Regions from separate parts of the Zea mays genome. Here region 2 is linked to region 1. Evidence: chromatin contacts called from public Hi-C data. All regions are on one chromosome and are shown on one strand. Each heading gives the region's core, a stretch centred on a gene start, on an enhancer-like site or on the middle of the called end of the contact. The rest is flanking DNA. Distances are from core to core; before and after follow the strand shown.

Region 1 (3,637 bases), core at 619-3,118:
GAAATACAAATTGTGAGGTGAAGCCAAGACAGATACATAAAAGGCAGCACTAGCTAGAAAGCATAGGAAAAAGGTGAAAATAACCTGATCAAAACTTTAGTTTCCTTCACTGGATTAACATGTGGTGAGGCAAAGATCGAAGAAACAGGTGCCAAGTCTGATGACTTGAATAGCTGCACATTATGTGCTGAGTCTAAAGGTTTAGGTGGTGGTATAGGCGAGAGATTGTTGATGAAATTGAAGACAGGAGAATCCTGCAAGCAGTAAAATCGAATTAGAAAAGTAAAGGCACAGGTCTTCATTTCATCACTAAGTATAAAAGCAAGCTTATGTGCCCTGATGTCAATCAATTGAGGATTGGCTAAATCGAAACCATGAGCTTTTTTTAGCAAATAGAGATTACCACAATCTTCCGTGAGAAGGAAGTCTGCAAAAGCCCGTATTACACCAACTTTTACCCCAACCCATTTAAGAGAACAAACACACATGCAGGCAAAATAAGACCAGCATATCCAAAGCACCGCAAGAAGTTGCGTGCATTGAATAGGATAGTACAAGTTTATCTACTACAAATGCTTTATGAATACTTGAATTGTGATGGCAAGTAAGAAAGTTAGGTGCCTCTGCTGATTGGAAAGCAGTCGGAAGAAACCCCAAGGCACATTGAAAGGCATAGAATGATGAGGTAATCAAATGTAGCATTGCTGAGACATACAATACTTGCATAAGAAAATGAAACGAGGGGCCTCCTCATACTAGGACGCCCTAATTGCCGAGAAAGATTTTTCCATGACAAAGCAATGTGCATGATCAGACACGCCAGTTTCCCAAGAGCTAGATGAACAGACGACCTCAGGCTCTGAAGAACTCGCATTTCCCATGGACAGAAGACCACCAAACCTATCAGACAATGCTGTGATTTGCCGATCTAAGCACTAGCATTGGAGGGCAGAAGGTCCAAAGTCCAAACCCTCCATTTCCGAACAATGCATACACCAGAACTTGTCTAATCTCGTGGGGACGGGGTGACAATCCAAACGGACACCACAACTCGCTAAATCAGCAAGCCAATTGGTCCATCCAGTAGCAATGGTTGAATGGTTCGTCGCAGGGTCGAGTAAGGCTAGCCCCCAAATCCCCACCTCTCTCCCCGCAGAGAAAAACACTGATGAAGACCTCAAATCCAAGTCAAAGTCCAACACCGGAGAAAGCGGCGATGCATCTATCGATCAGAAACCTAATCGCCAACACCAACGGAAATGAACCCTTCTAGTCCCCCTCCCCCCACAAAAAGAAACAAATCAACAAAGGGTCAAGGCAAATGCGGCGCAGCAAACCGCATCGGCGGGGGAGGCGCCTGCCGACCGACCGAGACCGACCAATCCAACAGAACGGCCGGGCCGCCTAGCCACGAACAGACCGCTCCCCCGCCCCCATCCTAAAAAACCCACATCAGAACAGCGGAAATCGGTGAGGAACAAGCATCGACGGGGGCGGGCCCCCGGACGCAACCGAGATGGCGGACCTCGAACCCGGCGGCGGCGGCGGCGCGGGGCCTATCCGGCGTGTCCATCTGGTGCGACGACCCTGCGGTGGGCCTCCCGCATCTGCCTCCCCTTCCACGCCGCCTCCTTCCTGCTACCGACGAATGATGATGAGCTCCCAGCACCAGCGGGCAGCGGCACTACTACTAATAGTGCATCAAAAAATTTACTGGGCCTGACGAGGGGGTTCGTATTATATACTTGCTGCTGCGAGCCTGCAACTGCGTGTCTGCGTCCCCTTCCGCCCGCCGCGTGCTGTCGTCGACGACTCGACTCGACGGCTCGACCTGGCTCGGGTGCGTTTCAAGGAGACGGTGAGATGGACATGGGCGGGAAGTGGGAACCCAAGTTTTCGGCGGTGGGGCCGCGACTGTCAGTGGGGACGATCACCTGGGCCATGGGCCGCAGCAGCAGCCAGCAGGCCAGTTCCGATTGGGCCTTTCGAGTGGGAACTGAAGAAAGGTAAGATCGTCGTTGTTTTGTCGATGATGATGGCCGATTTACACCTCGATACTTCTCTGGTTATAAATAGTTTTTTTTTTCTATTCGGCTCAGCGTCATGTTTGACCTTTGTTGCCGCCTTAAAACGAAGTCGTCGTCCTTCAGCTGCAGTTTCGATATTTGTCGTTGTCGCTTTTAGACAATATCTTCGTCTCGAGGACCTTCGGTGGGGAAGGATATCCTCATCACGAAACTTTTCTTATGACGAAGCTCCTGTAATATTCAATATTATGCTAGTAACAAATGATTAGTCGTGTTTTTGAGTACCTTCGAAAGAGAAAGGCCTCGAACAATTGATTATTGAAGTACAAACTTGTAGATACATATTAATGGCATACAACAACAACAAAAATAGCTCACCTCGGATGCGGTTGAGATTTCACGACAACCATCCCTTGAAATAACTTGATAGAATAACAACACAATCAGACGAAGATCACGAGAGACATGCCTTCATTATTTAATACGTGAATAGAAATATGAAAGGATAAAGATGAAGACTGGATCTTATTAATTCATTTATATTTGTATTCCATAAAACATAAATGAATATTCAACAGTATTTACATTACATTGAGACATTCGTCTTGCTCGAAGGCGTGTATGCGGGAGAGTGATTACAATCCAGTGTGAACATTACGGTGCTACTGTTCATCTATTTATAGGTACAGGACGCGACCTAGATAAAATTACATTCATGTCCCTGACTCTCATCTATTTATATAATACAAAACATCAAGGACTAAATAGTCTTTGTCTCTTTTCGGTCATCATCATGATCGACCTTCATCATTACATCAAAGCTGAAGCTCCTTGGTTACAGCTTCGTCGTTCATTCTTTCTTATTATCTCCGAGCTTCATCTTCACCTTGCTATATAAAAATAAACCTTCATCCCAAAGCCGAAGCCCCATGTAACAATCCATATTATATTGAAAACATATGGTCAATTACGTTTTTGAGGACCTTCGAAGAAAGAAGGCCCCAACAGTAGCCCCTCGCAGTATTGATTTGTTTCTTTGTAACAAATTTAGACTGCGACGTGAATGAAGGCCTTTAGCCGAAGGTCCGAAAAAACACCTTCCCTTCGCTAGAACAACGAATTACACTGACCTGCGGGACCCACCAATCTATAGGGTTCTAAGTATATAAATAGAAACTTGTGTTGTGAGTATTTTTCGTGCTATTTGAGTTGCTCGCATTGTGTTTGCCATTTTAACCTTCCTTACTTCGTCGAGTTTGATTAGCTTTTGAGCTTCGGCATTCTAGCAACCATTGTCCAAATGGCTGATGAGAAGAATATCATTGATCCAGCGCTGGCCGGGTTTTACGAAGCCATGGAAAAACCAACGTGGAGAAGATCGCCAATGAGATGTTAGCTAGGATTTCTGAAAACTCTAGCGATAGTGAAAGCTTCGATGTGGAAAGTGGAAATGAAGATGTCGAAAATCGGCCATGGAGACCAAGTCATGTTGTCTTCGGAAAATCAACTATTAAACAAGGGCAGTGAAAGGGAAATGGGCTTAATCATTTCCTATAATCGATTTTGGTGGTTGACGTCCATCACAAACCCCGTGGACTAACTAGTTTGTC
Region 2 (3,637 bases), core at 758-3,257, 210 kb after region 1:
AAAAATAGCCCGAAGCACGATGGGTCCGGGGTATGCCAGCACGACACGACCCAACTTTCAGCTCTAGTCATGAGTGTGCCGTAGGCCGAGGAGCTCGTAGGTCATAAGTGGGAGGCGGACCGGTTCTCTATTGCGGTCGGTGCTAGGCGGAATTAATGCGGCCAGCCATTTATGGTGGGTCAGTCTCGGGCCAGACGAGAAATCCACTCGAGTGGCTTCCCCTCGGTTCGCCCGCCCCCTCTCTAGCTCTGCCTCACCCGACCCCAGGCTTAGTGCTTCGAGCTTTATCGGGGGCACACGTTTCTAGGGTAGACGGTTCCACTCCTGCTGATTGGTGGTCCCCGATAGTCCAGAGGTCCTTATCTCGCTCTCTTTTTGAGCGGTGGGCCTCAGGGGCTCGAGGATCTTTTCCCCGATAGGTAGGGAGAGGGGAGTGATGAAAGATTATCCAAATAATAGTGTCCATTGAATTTGAGGTTATTCGACGATCTGAACCGTTTTGATAGTGGGTTAAGTCTAGATACAATTTGTTTGGTGGATTTAGTAGATGTCATGAGTATAGGGATTATTTTGTTGGGTGGATTTTGTAAAGTTTAAACTGGTGGTTCATATAGTGATATAGATAAAATAAAATTGTACATAAGTGAGATTAGTTATTTGCGTTTTATTAAAACAAATTCTACCATGTGATATATAGACCATAGCAATATGCATATAACTAGTGTCACTTTATTATCGACCCCTCGGTAAGCACCGAAAGTAAAAGTAGTAAATATGTTAGGGTGAAAGATTGTGGTGGAGAGACATGAATGGGTTAAAGGAAATAGCTGTCTCCGTAAAAGAAATTTAGTTAACAAAATATTGATTTGTGCGAAGTTAATGGCAAATCCTTCTATTCATCGATTTAAATACTCTCACGGTCCCACAATTCATTTTAGCACTTAGACTTTATGTTTATGTTCAAATAAATAATGATAAATCTAGATACAGAGATGAATCTAAAGGGGGATTGGGATATAAAATTCGGTGAGGGATAGAGAAGGAAGGACTAAGGAGAAAAAAAGAAAAATTAGCTCCTCAGTCTATTGGAGAAAGATGGGGGTAGAGAAAGAGGGAAAATGGAGAAGAATAGAGAAATTTGAGTTGTATTGCCTCGGCTAATGATCACTATGTAATCAGCTCCTCCTTTATTCCAATTTTAGATCATCACTATTTAGACATATATAAAAACATATACAATTAGTGTATGAATCCAATAAAATACTAAAATAGATTTTAAATTGGAAAAGATACCATCTGAGCTCTGAGGTACGCAGGCCTGAGATTAGGGATGGCAACGGGGATTTCCCCGTCGGGGAATGGCTTCCCACCCCCGTCCCCGCGGGGATAAAAATTCCCCGTCCCCGTCCCCGCGAACGCTCACGGGGGAGCTTTTTCTCCCATCCCCGTCCCCGTCGGGGAATTTATCCCCGTGGGGAACCCCGCGGGGAATCTGTCTCTGCTAGAAGTACAATATTTAAAGATAAATTTAAATTGATTGTATCAAATTAATACAAATTTAACAAACAAGATTGAAAATTACAAGAGATATCTACTTTAGAGTTTAGTTTTCTATTTTATAACATGTCATGCACTGAGTTCTTACTATAATTTTAACAAGTAAATTGACTAACTTGGATAAAATAGTTTCGTGGGGCGGGTACACGGGGAACGGGGACGGGGGATGGTTCCCCGTCCCCGTCCCCGCGAACCCGACGGGGATTAAATTTCCCCCATTTAGATCCCCGCGGGGACTAAATTTGTCCCATACCCGTCCCCTAATAGGGGAATTCCCGCGGGGAATCGGGGATCGGGTCCCCATTGCCATCTCTACCTGAGATGCTCATCCGCCCTTCCTTCTCGGCACGCTCGCGCAGGAAGGCTGGAGAGCTACGGACGGCCGACGGGAACAAGGAGAGACGTCGCGGACTCGTCTGACCAGTCACCGCCCTTATCCAGCGGGACCAACCCAGGCCCACACTGACGACGCCCCCCATCTCGCATCTCGCGTACTATTTCCACAATTCCACCGACCCGTCGTCGCGCCACTCCGTCTTGCTCAACACCAGTCACCACTGCTCTCCAAGCCTCCACCAGCGTCCAGCCGAACCATCGCCACCGCAGGATGGCCTCCCGCCTCCTCCTCCACCTCCACCTGCGCCGCCGCGGGCGCGGGATCCCGGGCTGCCCCGTGCCCGCGCTACCCCTCCACGCCGCGCGGCTCCTCTCCTCCTCCCCACCAACCGCAGCTGCGGCCTCGTCGTCGGCGGCGGGCGGCGGGGGCATCGAGAAGGTGCTGGTGGCGAACCGGGGCGAGATCGCGTGCCGGGTCATGCGCACCGCGCGCCGCCTCGGGGTCGCCACCGTGGCCGTGTACAGCGACGCCGACCGCGGGGCGCTGCACGTGCGCGCCGCCGACGAGGCCGTCAGGATCGGCCCGCCGCCCGCGCGGGAGAGCTACCTCAACGCCAGGGCCATCATCGAGGCCGCCCTCCGCACCGGCGCCCAGGTCCGTCTACCAACCCCTCCCCTGCCCTGCCGCCCGTCGCTGTCTCGCTCATTATTTTCCCCTACTTTGCGTCTGGAGCCGCGTGCCCTGCCGTGTCAGTGCCACACACACCGATCGTTGGTCGTTGTCGTTGCTCACTTGCTCTGTAGAGATAGCTCTACTTTACATTAAAACGAGTATCCCCCGCCACACGCACACGCTGTAGCACGTAGGCGAGTCGTAGGGAAGTGTGGAAGTGGAGAACAGTACGAAAGTTTAGTATGCCATGAATTTGCTTTGTGCAGGCTATCCACCCGGGATACGGTTTCCTTTCAGAGAGTGCTGATTTCGCGCAGCTCTGTGAAGCCGAGGGGCTCAAATTCATTGGACCACCAGCATCTGCAATCCGAGACATGGGCGATAAGAGGTAAAACATCTTCTTGTCTGGTGTGCTTACAGATTGTTCTGTTTTGGCTCTTGTTCAGAGCAGTGCACACTGAACATAATTTGTAAAATACAGTGCATCCAAGAGGATCATGGGTGCTGCTGGCGTGCCGCTGGTTCCAGGGTACCATGGGGCTGACCAGGACGTTGAGCTGTTGAAACTCGAAGCGGATAAAATCGGTTATCCTGTTTTAATCAAACCCACCCATGGTGGAGGGGGCAAGGTGTGCTAAACTGTTTCTCAGATTGTCTCATGCATGGAGAAGTTCTTATTATGATTTGCTAGGCATATAGCTTTCAAGTGTTCCAGAGAAGCCTGCTCTGTAGCTGCATGACCTATCTTATGTGTGTCTTGTGTGTGTGTGTAACCTTTTCATCCTATATCCTTTCTTAAGGGGATGAGAATAGTCGAAAGGCCTGATGAATTTGTGGATTCTGTACTGAGCGCTCAACGGGAAGCTGCAGCATCGTTTGGTGTAAACACACTATTGATTGAGAAGTATATTACTCAACCAAGACACGTAGAAGTCCAGGTAAGATTCAATTGATATTGGACCTGCCACAGTCCTTCATACAATTGGAAACCTGCAGTAACTCTTTGTTGTCTTCCCTTGTACTGCATTAATGTTTGAAGGTATTTGGCGACCAACATGGAAATGCGATATA

Evidence for each region. Hi-C and Micro-C count contacts between places; a contact is called where the count stands out from the background.
Region 2: a contact with region 1 is called in a Hi-C map of ear, with 4 times the contacts expected there. The contact joins the promoter of LOC100280665 here to the promoter of LOC100384542 in region 1. A contact is called at or near these places in 8 of 25 Hi-C or Micro-C datasets (bundle sheath, ear, endosperm and 3 more).

The regions. Positions count from the first base shown.
Region 1 is chr1:175,339,894-175,343,530 of Zm-B73-REFERENCE-NAM-5.0, forward strand. It overlaps LOC100384542, which reads right to left and starts at 1,869. Exons shown (of 12, transcript NM_001362413.1): 1 at 1,746-1,869; 2 at 1,526-1,635; 3 at 85-254. The coding sequence starts at 1,573.
Region 2 is chr1:175,545,851-175,549,487 of Zm-B73-REFERENCE-NAM-5.0, forward strand. It overlaps LOC100280665 (methylcrotonoyl-CoA carboxylase subunit alpha), which reads left to right and starts at 2,008. Exons shown (of 16, transcript NM_001371674.1): 1 at 2,008-2,548; 2 at 2,833-2,954; 3 at 3,048-3,195; 4 at 3,367-3,504; 5 at 3,606-3,637. The coding sequence starts at 2,165.